Linked DNA regions of Mus musculus: region 2 is linked to region 1. Evidence: chromatin contacts called from public Hi-C data. All regions are on one chromosome and are shown on one strand. The core of a region is the stretch at or near the end of the contact, and the rest is flanking DNA. Distances in the headings are between cores, read along the strand shown. Region 1 has its middle 110 kb from the start of Gm51997. Region 2 has its middle 95 kb from the start of Gm24066.

The links. Hi-C and Micro-C count contacts between places; a contact is called where the count stands out from the background.
Region 2: a contact with region 1 is called in a Hi-C map of cortical neurons, with 2.3 times the contacts expected there. The contact joins two enhancer-like sites. A contact is called at or near these places in 3 of 484 Hi-C or Micro-C datasets (cerebral cortex and cortical neurons).

What each region holds. Positions count from the first base shown.
Region 1 is chr12:59,380,594-59,384,995 of GRCm38.p6, reverse strand. No RefSeq gene overlaps it. Among named protein-coding and RNA genes, the nearest start is that of Gm51997, 110 kb to the left of the region's middle. Within about 2 kb of position 1,970, at least 4 of the 459 cell types and tissues checked have an H3K27ac peak or open chromatin away from gene starts, as enhancers often do. A contact at or near this core is called in cortical neurons, where this site is marked.
Region 2 is chr12:64,639,256-64,643,657 of GRCm38.p6, reverse strand. No RefSeq gene overlaps it. Among named protein-coding and RNA genes, the nearest start is that of Gm24066, 95 kb to the left of the region's middle. Within about 2 kb of position 2,452, at least 4 of the 459 cell types and tissues checked have an H3K27ac peak or open chromatin away from gene starts, as enhancers often do. A contact at or near this core is called in cortical neurons, where this site is marked.

The sequences.
Region 1 (4,402 bases), core at 721-3,220:
ATAGCTGAAAAAATAATAACCTGGAACAGACCACAGCAATGATGTGTCTCTGAACGCCATCATTTTTAACAGAGACTAATAACAGCCTGTTTCTAAATTTCTCTTTAGGATACTTACTAAGATATGCAGCACATGGCCAAACACAGAGAACCCGTGTTCCAATCTTTCCCCTAACTCCTCCATGAGGTTCCCAACCTCCATTCCATGTTTGTCTGTGAGCATCTGCATCTGTCCCAGTCAGCTGCTAGTAGAGCCTCTCAGAGGACAGCCATGCTAGGTTCCTGTCTGCAAGCACAGCATAGCATCAGTAGTAGTGCCAGAGATTGGTACCTGCCCATGGGATAGGTCTCAAAATGGGCCAGTCACTGGTTAGCCATTCCTTCCCTCTCTATTCCATCAATTCAGAAGGTTGCTTATACCAGCAATTGCAGATACATTCTTTAGAGAGCATTTGAACATGGTGTTGGTGTTGCCCACTGACTCACTCAGGACCCAGAAAAATGCACTGGGGGCATCTCCTTCCTCTCGATGCCCCGTACGTTAATTAATAAAGACTCAAAATAACTACTGAATTCCTGCTACATGCACAGTATAGTGCAAGAAAAGGGGGTACATAAAAGAGTTTGGAGACATTTGCTACTGAAAACAAAATTTACAAAGTTAGAACCTAATATTTATCACTTGCCTCTGATTGCAAATGACAAGTTCTAAAAGAGAAACTATTTTAACATTTATTTTAGTAGTTACAATATATACACATTGTCAAATTTATAATTAATGTCATTAAAAATCCTTGAATTGTACATGAATTGTACCAGATTTTATCAACTTTGCTAATTGCACTTCATCATATAGTGATTTTTAAATTTTTCTATGATTCTACAAATCTTAACTTCCCAATAATGCTTAAGACATAGCTGCGTTTTAGTTCTAAGAAACAGTCAAAGACATATCTTTACAAAAGTATGGGTTATGTAGAATGATAAGGTCCTTTTTTTTAAGGTTTAATAAGCAAAATTTTCTCTGGTGATTCCAGAGAAAGGTACATTGTCCAAATTTCTTATTTTGCAAGTTGAAAAGAAGAACACAGGCTCAGCATGTCCCAGTACAACAGTAAAACTGTACACTGAATAAAGGGGACAGTAAGGTTCCCCTTAGAAAAAGGAAGTTTTTATGTGCTCTGACTGCTCTTGCTATGTTTCTACCACTTAAAAAATGAAGGTTCTGTCTCTCATGGCGAAATCAAACCTGACCCAGAAACCACCCAAATTTTTCCTCAGCCAGAGATGCATGTGTGTTGTATGCTTCAAATATATGCCCTGCAACTTAAAGTCTGAGATAGAAATGGTAATTATAGAGCCAATACGATCTGGCAAGTGATTCAAGAAGAAATGAGAAACTGAGGGTTGGGCATCCTAGAGAATAGCTTGAAAAAGAAGTATTGTAATAGAAACTTAGAACCTATGCAGGAGAGAAATGGGATGGGAAAAAACAGTACTCTGAAGGCTCCTGACAAACACATTGCCCAGGTATTCTCTACATGAAACTTGGTGAACATGTTCACACGTTCACGTGGTTTAAAAAAAAAAAAAAAAAGGAAGAAAGAAAATCTCCAAAATTGTCACCACAAACAAGATTCACTACTACACGTATCAGAATCTGTGAGAAAGAAGAGAAATGATTGTTCGTGCAAAAAAAGCATCAAGACAAGCTTATCTTCCAAGTTATCGATGGAATCCATTCAAAATCAGGTGATCGTCATTATAAAATTACCGAATATAAAATTAATAAGAAAACCGACATAGTACCTTCTTCATAAGTATACATGTAAGGTTTATAGTCACATCCTTAGTAAATAAAAGATTCAAAACCAAATCTTAGTATATATGAACTTGTTTAACCTGGTAGAGTTCTCAAATAAGATTTAAAAAATAGCAGTAACTGGGAAGGAGCCACTCCCTGAGAAATGAGGTTATGAGAATGAAAAGGCAACAGCGCCACCTACTGTCTGATTCTGTAGTTACTCTACACCTTCTCTCGCCCTTTAATTTTTATTTTTAATCTAATTATTATTGGCATCCATGGTATGAGAACTGCTTTGCTGGCCAGACACTGTACTCTGTTGCTTTGCTCTAAGAGAATAATCTGTATCAAACTATTTTAATACATGACAAGTGTTCCAGACTTTATATACTTTAAATGATCTGATCAGACTTCACCAAAATAAAGACTACATTTTAAAATGTTATTTTCTGTTTTTCCTACGTACTAAAAATGACCACTAACAAGCCTATAGGAAGGCCTAAAATGTATATAAAAGCTAAAAGTATGTACATCCAACAACATGTTTAAATCATAATAAACAAAATAAAGTGACACTGTAATTGTAAAAACAAGTACTACTGCCGGTATATGTAAATTTCCATTGTTGCTAACTTTTTGTTGTGACTCTGATTCTATCAAGTTTTCCATCTAGTTAAATAACAATATAATTTTCATGAAAAAAATGCTACATATGCACTATTATCACATTCACTGTTTTGCTGCTTCGGTGATTTTATTCATACTAGGAACATTTCTTTGTTAGCTTGTTTTTTGTTTGTTTCTTTGTTTGTTTGTTTGCATTACTAAACATTGAATCTGGGGATCTTTGTATGTGCAACAAGAGTTCTACCACTGAACTACAACTCCAGGCCTGAGCAAAAATATCTCTCTCTCTCTCTCTTTCTCTCTCTCTCTCTCTCTCTCTCTCTCTCTCTCACACACACACACACACACACACACACACACACGCGCGCGCGCGCGCACACATGGACACGCACATGCACACACACACACAATGATTTGACATTTAGCTCATGGAAATGCACAAAAAGTGCAATGAGGCCACCGTATCATAATAGCATTTATACTTCTCCATGGAAGAACAGAAATCTACAACACTGGTTCCAAAATATCTTAGCTTGCTTCCAGTACCACCAGTAGCACCAGTAGCAACCTCACAAACAAGGAGGACAGGCAACAGCCACCATATCACTTCCCAGTCCATTCTAGCATTCCATCTCATGATGTGTGAGACCCTATCAGCCAGAGTCATAACCTTAGCTAATGACATAGTCACATAAATCCCTTGTTTTACAATTCTAATTTTCATCCTAGAAGAATATGACATTGCACCACTAATGCTCACTAGCTCCTTGAAAGGGTGTAGGCTGATCAGGTAAATTTCCTTTGTTAGCTGCAAAAGAAAGGAGAAAGGTCTTGACACTCGGACACCGCCCAGAGAAGTCAGACAAAGTCACAGGGAGAGCTGTACGAGAGGATAGAAAGACACGAAGCACTCAGAGAGAAGGAAGACAACACAGCAAAGACGTGGAAATTCTTTGCCATCTTGTTCAGTTTCCAAAGTGCCCGGCCCCTATTAAGAACATTAGGAAACATATAACACGATGAAATCTGTAGAGCCAAGATGTCTAGCTCTAAGCCAACAGAGAAAGTCCAGGGGGAAAAAAATCACAGGAAAGAATCAGTTTCCCAGACACATTTGTTGCTTTGGGGGAGAAGATGCTTTCCTTATGCTGCAGGAGAAAGAGGGCCGGTGCTCAGACTCTAAGGTGTGACAAACGACCTTCTTCCGACATGGAGAGCACTAGCCACAAAACTGAGCCTAGGAAGGCTGATCTCAAAGCTCCGTAGGAGAGAAAACAATGCATATATAAAGGTTACTGGTTTGATGAAAGGAAATCTATTTTTTCAATGACAGTATAAAAAATCCTCTATTGGCAAGAAGCAATTTTCATTCTGGGGGAAAGTGAAATTCAAGAGCTCAGATGGGAGAGAGAGATCATTTGCTCTGTTTATTCTTGCCTGAGCAGACACGTTCTAAATGGATCATCAGTGAAGAATGGGATAACATTCAGGAGCAAATGTGCCTGTGCTCTTGAACCTGCCATTTGAAGAAATTTATAAAGAAACTTTATTTAAAAACAAACTTCTCTAGCTTCCCAGTGAGGGTAAACTGGCACAGCAGTCTTAGGTCATGATGGAAATAACGAGGGTATGTTTTCAACGAAATTATTATTTGATCGCTTAACCTCTAAAGGCAGCGTTGTCGAGCAGGTGGAAACTGGCCCTGGAGAGAGGAATGGATACAAAGATGAGTAAGCCGTAAGTTCTGAGCCAGAGTCTTCAACCTAATACATAAACAGATCATAAACACACGCAAAAAAAAAAATCTTGTTTCCTATAATTTTATGAATCTCTAAAAGGTGGTTTAAGATTTAAGGATTTTTTTCCTTTTTGTTTCACTATGTCTCTATTCAATGTTATTTTTCTAAATCAGTACAATCCTCAACTATATTCTAAATACCAATCCTTATATCTACAAATAACTGTAGCTCTC
Region 2 (4,402 bases), core at 1,203-3,702, 5.3 Mb before region 1:
TTAGTATGCTTTATCAAGTATGACAATAAATAGTCAAAATTATACCTTTCTTTCCACCATACCAAACTAACTGGCTTTATGGAAACTTCCAGTTTGTGATACTAAGGATAGTCCAAACTGAGGAGAAGGCAGACTATCACACTTTCAAGATATGTAAGTTCTGGCCTTGTAGGGTGGAGATGAAGAAACAACCTGGCTGTGGAATCCATTAATTTCTTTCACTGGAGTCTGAAGCCCCATAGAGACTCAATAGAAGTTATATCTGCTATTTCAGAACCTCGATTCCCTTTAAAATGTCCCTTAATTATGGAAATATTTTGTTTTCCTAAGCTAGTCTTAATTATCATTTTTATTCTTTAAATTTTGGCTTCTTCCTTTGGCTCTGTCCTCTGGTCAGGAAACCCACATCCATTGGTGTTCTTTATCTCCCACTGATACTCTGCAGTCTTTCAGGAACCCAAATCACATTTCTATTCTCTGAGTCCTTAAAACCCTAGAACTCCTTTTTACGTTTTGCTTTTCCACTTGGGTACCCAAGCAGACTTCCTCATGCTCCTATACTGTCCTGATTGCCAAGGCTGTCTATATCTGACAACTTTATTCCTTGGAAATAGCTGTCTACTTCCCCCCCCCCCCTATCTTCAAAGTTTTCTAGAGCAGTGTCTTGCCTTATATATAGTTTCACAACTCTTGCTTATGAATTCTAATTAATTTTATCATTAACTTCCTTGTTTCTTCTACCTGTCATGAAAACTAGAGTAAATTGTATCTCCAAACTATTTTTCAATTATTACTTTATTGCCACTGCCAGACTCATCTCAATCAAGTGGAGACATCCATGTCCACTTCAATTCAAAGATTCCTGAGCTCTCACTAGAGGGTGGACAAAATTCTCTGCTATGCAGGTAGGCAGATCAATCAGAGTTAGACTTGGAACATTGTAAGTCTTGACTAAGGCTGGGCATGGTTAGGATAAGGATGTTAGGGCTGGGCAGGGTCTCAAGAAGCATTAACACCTCCAGCAGTCATGGTGGGCAACTTTTAAAAGATCTTCATTTATAACTGTGTGTGTGTGTGTGTGTGTGTGTGTGTGTGTGTGTGTGTGTGTACAACTAGTGTACCTTGGGTCTTGAGTAGAAGTCACAGGCAACTTGTAGGAGTTGAATTCTTTCACCAAGGTGGGTCTGAGGGTTTACACTCAGATCATTAGGCTTTGTAGCCAGCATCTTTACCCACAGAGACTTCTTACTGTACTGATAAGAAGACGTCTAATGTTAACGTTCCAAAGAGTGACATAAAAATAGGTATAATTATCAGAAAATATCATTATATCCTCTATTACATTTTTTTTCATGTACTACAAATACTAAACCAGACAGATAAAAACCCTTCATATATATATTAATTTTACTTAAAACATTCCACATTTGAGCTGTAAGGGGAAAGTATTAGCCATGGGAATTAACAAAGTAGGTCATATCTGACTCTTACTGAAGATATTTTTGGTTCAAGGCAAAAATTTCAGGCTCTATGGGAAAGGAGTGGAGTGAAAGTGAACGGATATTTTTTCCTTACTGCCTTCAAGGGCAGTCTTCATTGCCAAGACAGTGTTTGATCAACCCATCTATTGTGAATAGTTCAGGAGACTCACACAGGATAGCAAAGTTCAACATGCCAGGGCATGCGATGTTTCCTTGCATTGAGATTACAAATAATACTTTCAGAATCCCATAAAGTATGCAAAGATCCTTAGGGTTTTCCTTGAGTGAGTCTGTGGACATTTATGGAGATTATCTTTAACTCCTGCAGTCTTGCCAAAGAAAGTCCTGTTGCTCAAATCTTCTGATTCATTCTGAGGTGCTGTCTTCTAGTTTGTATTCTACCAGGTGATTCTGTTGTGCTGCCAAGCTCTGTGGAATTTTCTCCCTCCCTTCCTGCCCTTCCCTTCCCTTCCCTCCCCTCCCTTCTCCCCTCCTCCAGTCACGCCTCCAACAGTTCAACACTGAGCATGAAATTAGAAGAGTTTGCTCTTCTGACCTAAATAACCATAATCAATTCAAAGACTGCCAATCAGCCCCCCTCAATGACCAGGTCAACACAGCATTTGGTGGCATGACCCTGTTGTCATAGGGCCTTTGTATGAATAAAACAAACTCCTCTTCCTTATAAATACAGGAGGAGTTTTCTATTACTACAAATTGGTTTAAGGCTGCAAGGCAGGAGGGCTTCCATTAATAATGTTAGGATGTGGAGTTCTCATCTCTCCTTTGAATGCACTCATGGCATTACTGATTAGGAATGGATTTCAGGCTAGTGTTTGGGATCATGTATAACAGAATGTATATCACCCTTCATCTTCATTGTGGGCATTAATTTTCATGTATAAGAATCCTACTTGCATTGGGTGAGTATGCTCAGTTGGTGGCAGCAATGTTCTTTTACTGAAAAATTTGAGGCCTTAGATATTTTGAAGAAAAACAGGGAACAAAGCAGGATGTATAATGACATCCATGTTTTCTGTTAACCTGCAGAACTATAAATTTATTACATGTGCTCAGGAAAAAGCAGAGAAGATTTCTTGCTGTCTCTGTGTAAATCTAATCCCCTAAATATGTCTTTTGTTTTCAAATGCAGAAGTAGTGTATGTCTCAGCTTCAGGTTGTAATCCAAAAGGAGGGTGGGCATCTGAGGATTTATTGTTGGTTGTCATGTAAATTTATTAAAGTAGGAGCTTTGATCTTGAAATACAACCAGACAAGATTAATGATTTAACGTCTGGGGAAATCAAGTATGTGATGCTATGAATAGATAAGGAAGGTTTTACAAATTCATATTGGCAGAGATAAAAATTCAGTGTTGGGTAGGAAAGATGGCTCAGCTGGTCCAGATGCTTGCTATGTAAGCCTGGCCTCCAGAGAGGAATCCTCAGAATGTGTACAAAGATGGAAGGAGTTAACCAAAGTTACTACATCGTTCTCTGACCTCCACACATGTACGTGGCACACACTCACTCAATTCGCACTCATGTCTTAGACACATGCATGGACATATGCACACATGTACAGATTACTTAAAAATCAGGATTTAAAAGACTAGTTTAGAATTTATTTTAATGGCAACTATAAGAAGAGTAAAGGAATACATGGTGGAAGATAACATATAGACTATCATAGTTTGTAAGCAATAAAGAGATAGAAGTGAATAAACAGAAGTGAAATGGTAATTAGAATGTCAGCAGTATAGAAAGATAGCAACGTGAATTGTGCTTTTGCTTTGGTGGTGATCATTCAGGGGTAAATGGAAAATTGAACCGTAAACTGGCCCAGGGATTGTCTTACTATTGTTTGCTTATTGTGTTTTCTAGCATATGAAATGATTCCTTCTCTTAGGCATGACTCTCATGACATCATCACTTTGAGAGGTGTGTAGGGAACTTGTTATATAAATGGTACTCAGGGAGCTTACTGGCCTACTGCATAATGTGACCAGGGGACATTGAACTCCTAATGAGAAACCAGTATTTAATAAAAAGGTAGAAGTACTCTAAGTTAGCAGTTTAGAATATTGAATATAGGTTGCTAGATATTTTACCCTAGTGCTAAGCATTAGAATATCTGATGATTCATAATATTGCTAAATGGAAGACCAATCCAGGAAGTTTAATCCTTTTAAATCCCTTTTCTACATTGTTTCAATTTCACAAAGGTTTTGAGTGAAACATTTTTATGTTCTATTTAGCAACAAGTTTTTCTTTAGATCACTAATTGTGTTATGTTAAAAATGATTACAGATATTGAATGTTTATTTATTGACCTCAAAATACATAAATGTTGAAGTAGCAATCTACAGTTTATCCAGCATGAACTGTAGCCAATGGACACCATCAAAGTTGAACACTCTAGGTTAAAATTTCAAAGTAGTTTGGAATGTAACTGTGTAAATCCCATTTTGAGTAAAGGGATTTTCCAAATGAGATGCTGTTCCACTTCTATGATTTTGAGAGCATGCCCTAAAAACACTCTTCCCATCCCTGTCATCATATTGTCAGTCAGATCAAAGTTTGTCTCTTCTTTCTTTTTCAATTTTGAAAATACAGTGAAGCTGTCGGAGTCTATGAACATAAACATTTTACCCAGGGAATGTCTGACTGGCTATTAAAAATAGAAATCATGAGACAGTTTAGAAATGATGTCCCAGCACTATATGAACAAAACGAGGAAACCACAAGAAACATGAATGCATCTGGTCAGTGCTCGGATTACAAAGCAATGGCCTGCTGCTTTTCCAAAAGGTCTCATGGACAGAGACCCTGGGCCACAGTCAGTTGCTTGATGTTCATTCTTGAAGGGCCTGTTGGTGAGTTGTGTCATGTGATTAGGAAATAGTACTATTTGGTTGCGAA